3 separate regions of the Mus musculus genome follow, and all the other regions are linked to region 3. Evidence: chromatin contacts called from public Hi-C and promoter capture Hi-C data. All regions are on one chromosome and are shown on one strand. Each heading gives the region's core, a stretch centred on a gene start, on an enhancer-like site or on the middle of the called end of the contact. The rest is flanking DNA. Distances are from core to core; before and after follow the strand shown. Region 1 overlaps Spin1 (spindlin 1). Region 2 has its middle 25 kb from the start of Gm32613. Region 3 holds the start of S1pr3 (sphingosine-1-phosphate receptor 3).

Evidence for each region. Promoter capture Hi-C pulls out the DNA fragments that hold promoters and counts their contacts. Hi-C and Micro-C count contacts between places; a contact is called where the count stands out from the background.
Region 1: a contact with region 3 is called in a Hi-C map of bone marrow-derived macrophages, with 27 read pairs. The contact joins the enhancer-like site here to the promoter of S1pr3 in region 3. A contact is called at or near these places in 9 of 39 promoter capture datasets (the C10 cell line, cranial neural crest, embryonic stem cells and 5 more), 1 of 15 datasets of contacts at CTCF or cohesin (large pre-B cells), 1 of 484 Hi-C or Micro-C datasets (bone marrow-derived macrophages), 17 of 115 datasets of contacts at active chromatin or transcription factors (SST interneurons, bone marrow-derived macrophages, craniofacial prominence and 7 more) and 5 of 9 other capture datasets (adipose tissue, embryonic stem cells, liver and 2 more).
Region 2: a contact with region 3 is called in a promoter capture Hi-C map of embryonic stem cells, with 20 read pairs. The contact joins the enhancer-like site here to the promoter of S1pr3 in region 3. A contact is called at or near these places in 21 of 39 promoter capture datasets (3T3-L1-derived adipocytes, the C10 cell line, the HPC-7 cell line and 12 more), 3 of 15 datasets of contacts at CTCF or cohesin (CD8 T cells and embryonic stem cells), 114 of 484 Hi-C or Micro-C datasets (the 4T1 cell line, B cells, the C2C12 cell line and 58 more), 38 of 115 datasets of contacts at active chromatin or transcription factors (PVALB interneurons, SST interneurons, astrocytes and 22 more) and 3 of 9 other capture datasets (embryonic stem cells, liver and pancreatic islet).

What each region holds. Positions count from the first base shown.
Region 1 is chr13:51,135,578-51,140,035 of GRCm38.p6, forward strand. It overlaps Spin1 (spindlin 1), which reads left to right. Exons shown (of 6, transcript NM_146043.4): 4 at 3,780-4,033. Among named protein-coding and RNA genes, the nearest start is that of Nxnl2, 33 kb to the right of the region's middle. Within about 2 kb of position 1,609, at least 44 of the 459 cell types and tissues checked have an H3K27ac peak or open chromatin away from gene starts, as enhancers often do. A contact at or near this core is called in SST interneurons, adipose tissue, bone marrow-derived macrophages and 1 more, where this site is marked.
Region 2 is chr13:50,963,750-50,968,631 of GRCm38.p6, forward strand. No RefSeq gene overlaps it. Among named protein-coding and RNA genes, the nearest start is that of Gm32613, 25 kb to the right of the region's middle. Within about 2 kb of position 1,937, at least 20 of the 459 cell types and tissues checked have an H3K27ac peak or open chromatin away from gene starts, as enhancers often do. A contact at or near this core is called in differentiating embryonic stem cells, embryonic stem cells, epiblast stem cells and 5 more, where this site is marked.
Region 3 is chr13:51,406,107-51,411,004 of GRCm38.p6, forward strand. It overlaps S1pr3 (sphingosine-1-phosphate receptor 3), which reads left to right and starts at 2,512. Exons shown (of 2, transcript NM_010101.4): 1 at 2,512-2,839. All of the region lies in intron 1 of Gm32834 (a long non-coding RNA gene), which reads right to left.

The DNA of each region.
Region 1 (4,458 bases), core at 359-2,858, 270 kb before region 3:
GCACTGATACAATTCATACTGTGGAAATAAAAGCCATCTACAGATTCGGTGCAATCTCCATCACAATCCCAGTGATGTTTCTTGTGCAGAACTAGAAAAATACCCCTCCTAATTCATATGGAAGTAGCAGAGATTCAAAATGGACAAAGCACTCCTAAGAAGAAATAACAGTGTCTCTTGTTTAGGATTTGGGAAGTTACAATGACCCATGTTGAAGTTAGGAACCTGGTATGTATGACCAAATTGTTTCCTTGGTCAGATGAGGCACCTGCCTTAGCCTTTGTTGTGAACCTGTTCTATGGAGGGGAGTGCACTGGGATATGGGTGTAAAAATTTAATGGTTTATGACTGTTGCCTGAAGACAAAGGTAAAAACTGAGAAGATCTGGTGTTCTGAGACCTGTCTAAGGACCCATTCTCACCCCTGAGGAGGACAGGTGCTTGTTCCTAGACACTTCACATGCCTAGAAGTCCTCTTTTGAGTCTGAGTGTTATTTAGTAGTTAGAAGCTTTTCTTCTCTTTTAATACTGGTTGTGTGAGTGGAAAGAGATTGAAAATTGTGTTAAATCTATAGTGTCAAAACAGTTACATATTTTGATTGATTCTCAAATACTATGAGATTGACATGAGTCCCTTACACCTGAAGTTGACCTGGGAGGATTTGTGATTATTGGATGGGATCAAGAAAGTATGTCCTGTATAAAATAGTCTGCAGACAATAATATTTTCACAATTTATTGCCATAAAATACACAATTTATTTTTAAGTAGACAAAATATGTGAGACCTGCACAAAGCACTTTAAAACTTGCTGTTGTCAGAGACACATAAACACGTGTGTAAGCACATGTGTAAACACATGTAAAGATGCAGCACCCTATCGTAGTACTGTTAGCCACAGCCACCAGCCTGCCACTCCAGGCTCCTCAGCTACTTCCTCTTGGTAGGGGAACTAGAGTCTTGTGAGGTCTACTAGAATCGCCACCATCCATTGCTGCCCACCCCCACAGGAGCAGTTGTCCCCATTGAATTAGCAATCTCAGTACTAAGTGACTTTGTGGGAACTAGTGAGTTAGCTCAGAGAGAGAAGGCGCTTGCCTCATAAGCCTGGTGACTTGGTTTCCACTCCCTAAACACATGTAATGTGTAAGAAGAAAACCAACTCCACATTGTGGTGTGCACACACTTATGTGCATACATGCTGTTTATGTTGGCCTTTGACAGCAGACTGTGCAGCGTCTGTTGTAGTCCTTACACCTGCCACCTCAGGTTTTACCCCTGCCTCCCTTCACCACTCAGGTTTGTATTAACGGAAACCCATGCGTCCGTTTCCTCACATGCCTCTCAGTTGTCTGTCTGTTTTCTTGCCTAGCTCTTTCATGTTGTGTCTTACCTGGCTATCTTCCCATTTTGTGGCACATGTTCCTATGTAAGGATTCTCTGGAGCAAGAGAACCAGTAAGTAGGAGATAGAAGAGAATGAAATAATGAGAATCTGAGTCATGCAATATAGAGGAGGCAAGAAGTCCTCTCAGTGTGCAGTGTGTGAGCCAGGAATGCTGATGGCAGAGTTCAGTCCTAGTTCAAGGCTGGAGAACCAGGAGCCAGAAAACCATCTTCCTGCCTGTTGTGTCCAGGCCCTCAGCAGGCTGAGTGAAGCCCATTTGCACTGCTGAGGTCACATTGTTTTTCCTCAGTCCAGTAGTTCAAATACTGACCCCTTTCCAGAACATTCTCAGACAACACCCAGAAACAAACATCCAACCTGGGCACTTCTTGGCACAGTCAACTGGACAGCGTCTCTTTCCTTTGCTTAGTGCCATTAACCATTTTATCTAATACATGGATATATTTTCCTGGCCAGCCTCTACTGCCAATCACAACTCAATCAAGAACATTTCTTCTTTAAGGTGCTTTTGCATATTGTCCAGCAGGACTCCAGGGCTGGAAGGGAGGGGAGAAGATAAGCAGATGCCCCCTTTGCCCCAGACTTCCCTAGCTTCCTCAGCTCAGCGCATGCTGGCTGATTTCAAACAGGGCTTTTCCTTAGCCACCTGGGTCTATTTATTGCTTTGTCTGTCTTTTTTTTTTTTTTTTTTTTTTTTTCTCCCCTGGATCTGCCTCTGGACTTTATTTCCTGGCTCTATTCATACCCAGCTTAGTTAGGGTTTTACACTCCAGTGGGGTGGCCTGGGGACATGGCTCTCCCTAGGAGGAAGGTGTGCTGCTTTGAGGGCAGGGGTGGGGGAAGAGGTGTGGAGGTGTCTGGCTTCTAGGAGCTGCACTTTCCCCACTCCTTTTCCCAGTTCCACAGTGCCTCAGCTCCTCCCTCCCTCCTTCCCTCCCTCCCTCCCTCCCTCCCTCCCTCCCTCCCAATGCTTACTTCCTCTGAAGTCCTTCCTCATGGTTTCAAGAGACCATTGTTTCCAGAACCTCTGGCAAAACTAAGGGCATGCAAACAATGCATTTCTTTTATATATTTTTAGCTACTGTAACTATGATTTCTTTTTTTTTTCTTTTTTTTAAGAAATTAATTGTAATTGTCATGCATCTTTGTAAAACGGGAAGGAAACCTCTTCAGCCCTGTTTGACTCTCGGCACATCGCAGCAACTGTCAAGTTGGTGTGGCTTGTGTTGCGTCCAAGTCTTGTCCTTTGTCCTTCTATTTCAAAGTGAAATGAAGTGTGGCCTCTCCCCTCCCTCCCCCGCCCCCCCCCCCCCAATGTCAGAAGCCAGGATAGGGGCCCGGGCAGATGACTGAGTGGGTAAAGTGCTTTCTTAATAAGCACGAGGACCTGTGTTTGGGTCCTCAGATGGACCATTTGTTTCTAACTTCAGTTGTTTGGGGTGTGGCAGAGATGTGTGGATCCTAGGAACTCATTGCCAGCCAGTCTAGCCTAAATGGCATCCAGATGATTTATTTATATATATATATAGAGAGAGAGAGAGGGAGAGAGGGAGAGAGAGAGAGAGAAAAGATGATATCCTGCTTTAAAAGATGAGGTGGAGAGCACGCAGTGGAGGAAGACACCTAATAGCACCCCTGGCCTCTTCATGGACACACATTCTTGTATGTGCATTTGTGCACACATAAAAATAGCCAGAGTAGTATTAGTATTTTATGTAAATATTTCAACCACAGAAACACCATCACTTGATGTTACTGTAATTTTTCATATGTTAGTATTTTGTCATAAACTATTAAAATATGCTTGTGAAACATTCAACTATGTGAGGAAATTGTGCTTCTGAGTGAACTGAAGTGCATGCACACACAGTCCAGCTCACTTACACTCAATTTTGAGGCTACCAGGGCATAAGGAGGAACGAAATACTGTTTTTTCTTTCTTTCTTTCTTTCTTTCTTTCTTTCTTTCTTTCTTTCTTTCTTTCTTTTTTTTTTTTTTAAATGAGCTTGTGAGTGCTTTCATCATACATGTATGTATACTACATGCATGCCTGATTTCTGAAGAGACCAGAAAAAGGCATTGGAACTGAGTACAGGCAGTTATAAAATACCATATGGATATTGGAAACTTAATTTGGGTCATATACAAGATCAGCAAATGTTGTTACCTACTGAGGCATTCCTTCAGCCCGTTATTTTTGAAGCACATTTTGCTATGCAGCCTGGGCTGACCTCAAACTTGCAGTCCTGCCTCACCAGTAGGAGTTTGTCTGTCCTTTAGGATCATATGTAATGAAGAACATGCAAACTGGTGGCTATATTGGGTCCAGATATGCATTCTTGTGAGAATAATACATTGTATGTGTGAATACAGAAAACATCGGACCAGTGTGGGACCAAGCAAGCCTGTGTCCCAACCCCGGCGGAACATCGTAGGCTGCAGGATCCAGCATGGATGGAGAGAGGGCAATGGCCCTGTTACCCAGTGGAAGGGGACTGTCCTGGACCAGGTGCCTGTGAATCCTTCCCTGTATCTTATAAAGTACGATGGATTTGACTGTGTTTATGGACTAGAACTTAATAAGGATGAAAGAGTTTCTGCACTGGAAGTCCTCCCTGATAGAGTTGGTAAGTTTTTAAAGTTATTCTAAAAACATTATTTTAAAAGTGATAATTGGATGCTTTTTGATTTTCTTTCAGTGTTTTAACTTGTATCAGACCTCAAGCACCTCTGCACATCACTTAAACACACAGAACTGATCCAGGCAGATGTTCTGAAACCATAGTTCAGGGCGTGATGAAGAGCCTTTATGAGATACATCTTTGACCTAAAGGTTTCCAGTCTTCCAGCTGTTCAGTGTCATCAGGAATTAGGATAGGCTCTCTGGCATGGTGTGTTGACGTCACAACTCAGTCAGACTCAGCTTGTTTCACTCATTGCCTGTCACGAATGGTAATTGTACTTGGAACCGCAGCAGAAGCATCCAGGATGTAAACTCTGTCCATTCTTTGGGAAGTTTTGAAAGTGGAAAGCTTTGATGTGTCACGCTGTC
Region 2 (4,882 bases), core at 687-3,186, 440 kb before region 3:
ACAGTCCCCACTGAAATCATAGACATGTTCTGGTCCCTCAGCATATTTAGCTTAATATATTAATATAACATATCTTGTCATGAATTTTGTTAAGCCTGTACTATTATATGGTCACTTAGCATATCTAAGCATACTCCTAAGAGGTGAGTGTCGGATCTTTTGTTGCATTCTCATTGGCCCCTAATGCACTGCACTTTTTCATTTTAGGTTTTTTTCGCCTCTGTTTTTCAGATCGTACATATTCTATTGCTTTCTCTGATTTCCCCTGACATATAATATACATTCTTCTATTGAGCCCATCCAGAGAGATTCTTTTGTTTCAAAGTTTAATCTTCAATTCTATCACTTCCTCTAGGCTCTGGTATGAGTGCTGTTTTCTTGCTAAAATCTGTTTCTTCATTTGTAAATCATAATTGGATTTACTCTTTTTAAAAAAATATTTTCTTTTTAAATCATGTATGCGTGTTTGTGTGCACTTGCATATGCATACGTGCAGATCCATGAGAAGGCCAGAAGAGGGCGCCATGTCCACAGAAGTCGGAGTTTCCGGTGTCTGCGCTGCTCTGCGTAGGTGCTGGGATGCAGGTCCTCTGCAGAAGCAGCAAGTTCTCTTAACTGCTATATTTACCATGTACTGTCACTTTCGTGATGGCTTCTTTAAGATCGTTGCCAGACAATTCCAGTATCTGATTCTTCCTGGCAGCAGAACCTGATTTCTTTTTTCCAGTTGTAATTGTCCCCGGTTCTGTTATGACAGCTGTATTTTTATTAGATCCTGGATGAGCGGATGTTATCAGGAGACCCTTAAGTCCTCTCTGTTAGCAGGCAGTATCTCTGCTCATGTTTAGTGAGCAGCTCATCTGGGATAACTGTCACGGGCTGACGGTCCAATGGCAGCAGCAGCCCCAAGCCTTTGCAAGCAATCGAAGCTGAGTTGGTGCTGTGAGAGCCAAGCTGGAGGCTAGTGTGGGAATACAGATTTCAGGCATGAGATGTCAGTGTCAGGAAAGCTGCGGGTGTGATTGCCCACAAGAAATGGCTTTATTCACAAGCCTGATAACTTGAGTTCAATCCCCAGAACCCATGGCAAAAAGCCAGATGTGGAATTCATCTGTCATTCCAGCACTCCTCGTTTGAGGTGGGAGGCAGTGACAGGAGATCAGCTAAAAGCCCGAACGTCAGCTAGCCTGAAATATGCAAGCAAGAAAAAACAAGAAAGACCCTGCCTCAACAAGGTAAGAGGAGCCATCTTCTAAATGGTGTCCTCTCACCTCTGCATATGCTTCATCGTACATGGTAGCCACATTCACATTCACACATATGTAGGGAGCCATTCCGGACTTCCTGGTCAGCAGGATGGAAGTCTGCTCCAGGTAGTAAACAAGCCCATGTTTGGTGGATGGCCCGCCCTTAATCCCTGATTGGCTGAGAAAGCCTGCCTGGTGAGGTGATGTGACCTGTGGTAATTGGTGGGGGCGTGGTTGTGGCTGGAGAGGAGAAAAACACTTGTAACTAGAGAGGCAGGGGATTTGAAGTAAGTAGCTGTCTGAGTAAACTGCTTAAAGAAGAACCGGTGTTTGCATCTTTCTTGCTGGTCGAGTGGGACTCGACACACATATATACATCATGCACACGAATAGCCATGATGATGAGAATGATGGTGATGATGAGAATGATAGTAATAATAATGAACTTTTTAAAAAATATATACCCAGAAGAGTGCAGAAGTTTGGGACAGTCAAGGCCATCAGAGCTCCCAAGAGCAGAGCCCAACACCTGTTCATGTCTAACGAATGAAACCCATAGGCAACAATGAATGTGAAAGGCAAAGAATTATGTTAAGCAACAGGGAGAGCCTCCTGAGACCATGAAGCCATTCAAAGATGACTGTTACTAGAGCTCCACTCAGCCAAAGGGGTCTCAAGAAAAGGTTGTAACTGTGTAGCTCTTGCTTGGGGTTAAAGGATGGGCTTTGCAGAAAGGAGGGAACCACAGGGAGAGCAGCCAGAGGCTGTCAATCAGCCTGCTGCCACCTGCGTGCATCTGTGGGTTTCCAGTAAATGGGATGCCTTTAGTTAGAGTCCCAAGTGGTTGTCACCAAGCAACAACCTGTGTGCTCAGCAGGAGGCGCCGTCAGGGTTAGGAGCTCACTTGACTACCTGGTGGGGTCCAGCTAACTCCTGGCCTCACCAGAAAACACCCCTCCCCCACCCCTCACCTCCTGCTGGCACTAAGTCTTGCCATTTTTGGTGGGAGCAGGACTCTGCTTGGTCCCTACGGCTACCTGCTCATTTTGGAGGTGGCTGGGGACACCAGGCTAAGCAAGAGGAAACTCTTCTTGATTCTACTGCTCAGCTGTTTCTGTCTCAGGGGTGCATACTGTGGTCCTTGTGTGTAGGAGGTACAAACAGAAATATTTTAAAAACGAAAACTCAACTTCTGTTCAGAAAATAAAATTCTTCATTGTTATTTTTTTAATTAATCTTATTTTATATTTTATGTGTATGACTATTTTTTCAGAGGCCTGTCTATGTACCATGTGAGGACCTGGTCCCTGGGGAGGTCAGAAGAAGGTACTGGACTCCTCAGAACCGAAGTTATCGACAGTTGTGGTTACTGGTAATCAAACCCAGGTCCGTTGTGCCCACCCCACCCCCCTCACCTTCATGCATGAACAACAAGCGCTCATAACCAATTATCTTTCTCCCCAACCACCTCCCTTCGTTCTTCCCACCCTCTGGGGAAATTAGTTTTATATTTTTTTTCTCTGTTTTAGGTCATGATGTCACGTCCTGTTATGACCTGCCCTCGTCCTCGGGGAGCTTTTCTGTTGCGTGTCCCCTTGTCCCTTTGTCCTCCGTGTATACAGACAGAGTGCTCCTGCCATGCCACCCTCTGCTTCTCTTCCCTCCAGGCTGCAACTCACTCAGCAACAAGTTGGCAAGGCCCAGTGGCCCCTTGTTCAATGGCAGCCCCTGCGACAAGGCACACACTGCATAGTCCCATGCTCTCTACACTCAGCAGCTTCCAGCATTGTCTTCTTATGGGTACACTAGGATTTTCTAGGGCTTTCTCTTCACTTGTGGGCTCCATCCTGTACCCCACCATGAACCCAGAATCTATCCTTGCTGCTGGGTCCTGGCATGGTCTTGATGGGGACAGAATGACATGGATCCTGCCCCTGGCACAGAGCCAGGGAACATGGCCCTCCAAAAGTGTCTGATGACTGCTGAAAGCAAAAGGAGTCTTTACTTTATGGAATGTCCTCCCCCCTCCCCCCCCATTAACATTAACGACTCCATGATAATCAGACAGCATGAGTCCAGGAGGTGAAGGTGTGGCTAATGTCTCAACCAAAAAACAGTAAATACTGGGACTTTCAGGACAGCCCTTGAGGCTGTGGAAAAGAACTCTAGAAACTTGAGTTCAAAGATACATAATTTCTTGCCGGGCAGTGGTTGGCACACACCTTTAATCCCAGCACTTAGGAGGCAGAGGCAGATGGATTTCTGAGTTCGAGGCCAGCCTGGTCTACAGAGTGAGTTCCAGGACAGCCAGAACTACACAGAGAAACCCTGTCTCGAAAACAAACAAACAAACAAAAAGACAAAAAATATATAATTTCTCAACTATGCAAACAATAAGGATGTAATATGAATTGTATGAGGGGCTTCACGAACCTAAAGGAACAGAGCAGCTGCACGGTGAGCTAACTTATCAGAAAGACACTCAGGAAGGAGATTAAGAGACTTAGGGAGTGGTGACTGTAGGAGACACCACCCAGCTGAGTTGTTTGTTTGTTTGTTTGTTTGTTTGCTATTCTTACAAAGGCAGATAAATTCCCCAGTTCAGGATCAGCCCAGGACAGAGAAAGGTTAGGCCCAGGTATGGTAGAAATGATCATTTCAGATTACCATGTGCCACTCAACAAGCTTAGCATCTCTGCTTAACAGAGGCAGGCAGATCTCTGAATTCTTGTACAATGTTAAAAGAAAGTGTGTCAGGGAAAATACAAGGCTGCCCAGCCTCTATCTATTCAGTACAGAACTTGAAGTTCTAGCCGGAGCAATTGGACAACTAAAGGAGGTCAAGGAGATACAAATTGGAAAGGAAGAAGTCAAAGTCAAATTGCTATTCGCTGATGATATAATAGTATACATAAGCAACCCCAAAAATTGACCAGAGAACTCCTACAGCTAGTAAACACCTTCAGCTGGATACAAAATTAACTCAAAGATACCAGTAGCCCTCGTTTATACAAATGATAAAGGGACTGAGAAAAAGATTAGGGAAACAACGCCTTTTACAATAGTTACGAATAATATAAAATGTCTTGGTGTAACGCTAACCTACCAAATGAAAGATCTGTATGACAAGAACCCCAAGTGTCTGAAGAAAGAAGTTGAAGAAGATATCAGAAGATGAAAAGATCCCCCATGCTCATGGATAGGTATGATTATCCTAGTGAAAATGACCATCTTACGAAAGCAATTTACAGATTCAACGCAATCCCCATCAAACTTCCAACACAAGTTTTATGGACATTGAAAGAGCAATTCTTAACTTCATATGGAAAAACATACTACAACAGAGCAATAGTGACAAAAAAAAAACTCCACAGTAGTGGGTCAGAGACAGACAGGTTGATCAATGGAATCAAATCGAAGACCCAGAAATAAACCCACACACCTATCAACACCTGATTTTTGATAAAGCAGCCAAAACCATACAAAGGAAAAATGAAAGCATCTTCAAAAAATGGTGCTGGAGTACCTGGATATTTACATGTAGAAGAACAAAATAAGATTCATACCTATCACCCTACGCAAAACTCAAGTCCAAGTGGATCAAGGACCTCAACATAAAACCAGATATACTAAAT
Region 3 (4,898 bases), core at 1,262-3,761:
ATCTGAGTGGTGCGTACCGGCAGAGAGGAAGTGGCTTGAGGTTGTCTGTCAAGTTGCAGAGTGACCACAAGACCCAAGCCCCCAGTATTGTCTCAAGCGAGTTCCTTTCTCCCATGCTGCCTATCTACAATAAGTTCAGCCTTTTCTCTGGAACCATGATACCAAATGTCAGAGTGCTTCAGAAATACAACCCAATAGGACATAAACATGTATGAACATGCATGTAGCACAAACACACTCTCCGGGAGGGAATGACTCACACGTGGGGGGGGGCAATAAACCAAACCCTACGGAGTTAATGCCCCAGTCAAGTCTAAAGCCATATGCACTGCTGTGGGTAAGCCAAAGACAACCAGCAGGGAGGACTCTCTAACTACCGGGATTGGCCCTCGGTCTTCTGAACTGTCTATTCATGCCCACAGGGATCGGACAAAGCCTCCGCACGCTGGCCAGCCATATACTGCAGCAGACAGATGTTTATCTCACCCAAACATTCTCACAAGCATGCTGAGAATGGTGTTCAGGAAGTATGTAAGTCCCCCAAGGCTCAGGCCAGGGGAGGAAGCATAATCAGGCACCTGCTGACCTCTCCACGGAAAACCAACCGCTTCTTAGTTTCTAGCCGGAACTGTGTGATTGGTCAGCTCGCTAGCTCACACACTTTTACTTTCTGACACACCTGTCTGATTCTGTCCTTTCTGGGGATGGTTGCAGAACATGGATCCCCTCGTTCTGCTGTTCCTGCTGAGGTTATGAGTTGGTTTTTCTCTCATCAGCCAGCAACACCCAAGGGAAGATGCATTTGGAGAAATCTGCCTGTAGCGGGCTCTATGGACCTAGAGACCCACTGAGAGCTGAGTATCTGAGCTTTAAAGCCCAGATACAGAACAGCAGGAGGGGTAAGGTCACTAGCATGGTCCACAGAAGAAAGGTCTCCATCACAGCAGACAGGGGAGGGGCCTCCATCACAGCAGTGAGAGCTAGAGCCTCCATCAGAACAGACATCACAACAAGGAACAAGACAGGGAGAAGGAGGCCTGGACTGGGAAGATGGCTGCTTCTGGTTAGGAAACTTGGAGGGAAAAGAAACCTCATTGAAAGACAGGTTTCAGGGATACCACAGGGATGCTGTGGGTGGAATCACTCTTAGGAAAGACTGTCATTAGCAGTAAGAGCCCTGGTACCTCTCAGGCTGTGGGAGTCTGGTGTCTGAGGCTGGAGGAGCTGTCATAGAGAGACTCAGGGTCACCCTCTTCTATCCAGAGGACCATTTACCCGGGGAATGGAGAGACAGATGCTGTATAAAACACACCTCCAGCAGCCGGGGCAGTGATGGTGACACAGTGAGAAACAGCTAGAGCACCAGGCCTTTTTGTGGGGTTAGACATAGCGACCAAGAAACTGTTGTTACCCTGGCCTCAGGAAGTGGCTGCAGAAACAGCTACAGAAGCATCTTCAACTGTGGCCACCTCTGCTTTCTTTAACTGGATGCTGTAGGAGTCAAGTATACAGAGACACGCCCATTCTCACTGCACTTGGGGAGAGAACTAGCTTTCCCCAGCTGTGTCCAAGACACTAGGCAAATTTGGGAGGCTAGGCAGTAGGACCAGAGCTCAGGAGAATCGCGCTGCTACTGAGCAGCCAAGGCAGCTGGAGCTCTGCAGCCTGGCTCCTGTGACCCGGAGGGCTTGTGCGTCTCACCAGACAACAGAGAAGGCCAAGACCGGCCAAGAGCTGCCTTTACATGCCAGATGAATCCCAAGAAAGCGGTAAATTCATCTTCTGTAGGCAAGAAAGCCCCAGAGAAAAGGTAGCAGGGACCTGGAACCCTGCCTGCTCGGGAATTTAGCTGCGGTCTGCTTCCTCTCCCCTCTCCTTCCCCAAGCTGGTCTGGAGATCTTTTGCATTTCCTTTGTAACTGACAATTGTGCCTGCGGTTCCCCCCAAAGATTCTCATTTCTCCCCACATGGCCGGTGAGGCTTGCCCAGAGCGCAGGAGTAGACTGGGTACAGTTAACTAAGGTAGACAAGACACAGGAGTCAGGACCTGAAATGCACAAGAGGCTGGGGTCCCTGCCTTCAGCTCCGAAAGGGATGGGGGCAGGGGCAGGAGTCCAAAGGGGCAGGGGGCTTAGCTTACCAGCTCAAGCTGGTAGTCGGTTGATTTCAGGTTAAAGATAGTATAGTTAACACTGGTCACCTCAAGGTGAGTAACAGTATTAATAAGAATCCGCTCAAATCCTTCTGGACACTTAGGTAGATATCTACCCAAGCCCAGTTCTGCACCCGGTTAGGTATCTGCAGCTGCTGGGTTCTGGAGCACTTAAAATTAGCAGGATAGACGCAGAACCTTGGAGTCAGAGTATAGGTTTGGGGGTGGGGGTAGATGATCGGCAGAGGAATAGGGGCAGAGGGATACAGAGGGTTGAAGAGCCCCAGCCCGAGTCCCAGAGTCCAGACAGCGCGGATGCAGAGAAGTAATCCAGAGACTGGGCGGGGACGTAGCCCGAGGCGGGGACGTGGCTGGGAACCAGGGCGTATCTGGGGACCAGCCCGCGAAGCTCTGAAGCTTGGGTTAGGGGCGGCAGGAGGCGGGGTGAGTTTGGGCCCCGCCCCGGAGGGCAGTGGCAAAAGTTTGCCTTCGGATTCTCTGGGGCAGAGTCTGGGAGAACAAGTTCAGGGGCAGGCGACAAGGTCCGGGTGCTGAGCAAGGTGGCTGGACAAGCCTAGCGGGAGAGAAACCTGAGGCCACGAGCGACCTCCGGAGGAGCCCCTAGACGGGAGTCTTAGCTGAGACACGGCAGCATGCAACCAGCCCAGATGCGCCTTGCAGAACGAGGTGAGCGGCGGGACCGGATCCCGGGGTTGCACAGACCAGAGTCGCGGGTTGAGCGCCTGGGGGTTCACCCGAACCCCCTTTTTGGATAAAATTTCAACCAAGTCGGGGCACCAGAGTGACTTGGGCTCGCGAGTGCCTCGCTTCGGCCACCCCCTCCTGTTCATATCCCGGAGAACAGGACATAACCGCCTGTTGGAGCTGGTGGAGAGGTATAGGGTTCCTTTAAATAACAACCAGGGCTTTCTAAATGTGTTTGTAAACTCGGAGCAGAGTGAGCAGGCTGTCCAAGGGAAAGATTCTTGCTTTACTTGGCTAATTAAGAAGTTAGACAATCTTAGGAGAAGAAAACCTGGGCACTGGGAACGGCTGTGGGTTTTCCCTCTGGGAGAAAGCAAATGATTCTTTTAAGTTTTATTAGTGACAAAATTCCAGTTTTCTTAGCACTTCTCAAACTAGGCAATTAGGAGTGTCAGGCCTGGAGCTAGAAGACAAGGTGCCAGCAAAGTGATAATGAGAGAGAAGATTGGTGTGTCATATGTTCTTAACTGAAATAGAAGAAAGGGAAGGGTGACCATTAACCATGTGCCTGTACATGGTCTCTGCGTCCCTGTCTCTCCAGCCTTTAACAATCCTGACACCATGTTCCTTAGATTTGATGTAAAAGGGGGTTTCTCGTCAGCTGTTTAAAGGGAATCCTTTGCTTTAAACAAACACCTCTTCTTCTTGACACCCCCTCCTCCAAAGCCTCCAGAGTCACTCATTCTAAGGTCTGCAGCCAGAAGTCTCTGGTATTGCATATCACCACCTACAAAAATGTATCTATTCAAAGTTCCATCCTTTATAGACGAAAACCAAGCAGACAGGGAGGGCCAAGAGAATATAATTCCTAGAAAGTGGAGCAAGGGGTTGCATACCTCAGGTAAAGGCCTGGCAAGTTGTGGCTGTGGTCAGGGCTGTTTGGTTGAGGTGGTGGTGGTGGTGGTGGTGGTGGTGGTGGTGGTGGTGGTGGTGGTGGTGGTGGTGGTGGTGTGTGTGCCTGTGCGCAGGCGCTCTGTTTGGGTAGCTGTGGAGGAATCTAGATCTGTAAGCTTCTTAAGGGGGTGCAGAGCTCAGTGCTTGGGGGAGTATTGTGTGGCCATATACCTTCACATCAGATCTTTCCATCAGCAGACTGGCAGATGCTCTCATCTGGTCAGTGTCAGTCTGCCCACATACATCAGAGCTTGCCCTTAGGAAGCCCCCACTGGCATTTGGGGAGATTGACGTCATAACCACTTAGCATTTCCCCGAAGCCATTTGCTCTTTACACACACACACACACACACACACACAGCTACACACATACAAACACACACACACACACATGCATGCACATGCACATGCACATACACACACACACACACCATACCGAGACCCTCCTGGTTCTCTACCATATTTGGATGAAGGAACTCCCATTTCCTGCAAAGCTTTACGTACTGACTGACCTGATACCCTGCTTCCCATGAGTCAGGGACTGGTCCCTTTTCTAGAAAGCATGATCCTTTGTTACACAGATTTCTTCCTCAGTGCCTACAGTTTGTGGGTATATATCTCTATTACAAGAGTAATAAACATTTTGAGTGTGGCATAATTTTGAAAACGCCGGGGTCCCCTTGTGGTAGCTGAATCCCTCCTTTTCCATCAAAGTCTGAAGGCCACTCTTGAGCAAGCTGTTTGTGTGAGCTGGGAAGTGGTGTTGGGGTTCCTTGAATCCTGTCGTCACGTCTACCCTCACGATTCCATGTTGATCAATTTTGGATCTGTTTCTTCCGCACAAGTGCTTGGAAGAGGTGATCAGCAGGCTGACTGTGACCCTCGGGTCTTAATCCTTCTATTCCCCCCCATCTTTTAGAGTTATCTAAACATTCCACCCGAGCTCCCAGGCTGGTATTGGGATGCCAGTAGCTACAAGCAATTAGGCTGTAAAGAAACCAAGAGGCTCTTAGCACCTCCTAGTTAAGGGACCTATGACAAGAGGCCAACTCATAAAAACCTCATCCCTGAAGGATGGACTGGGCAG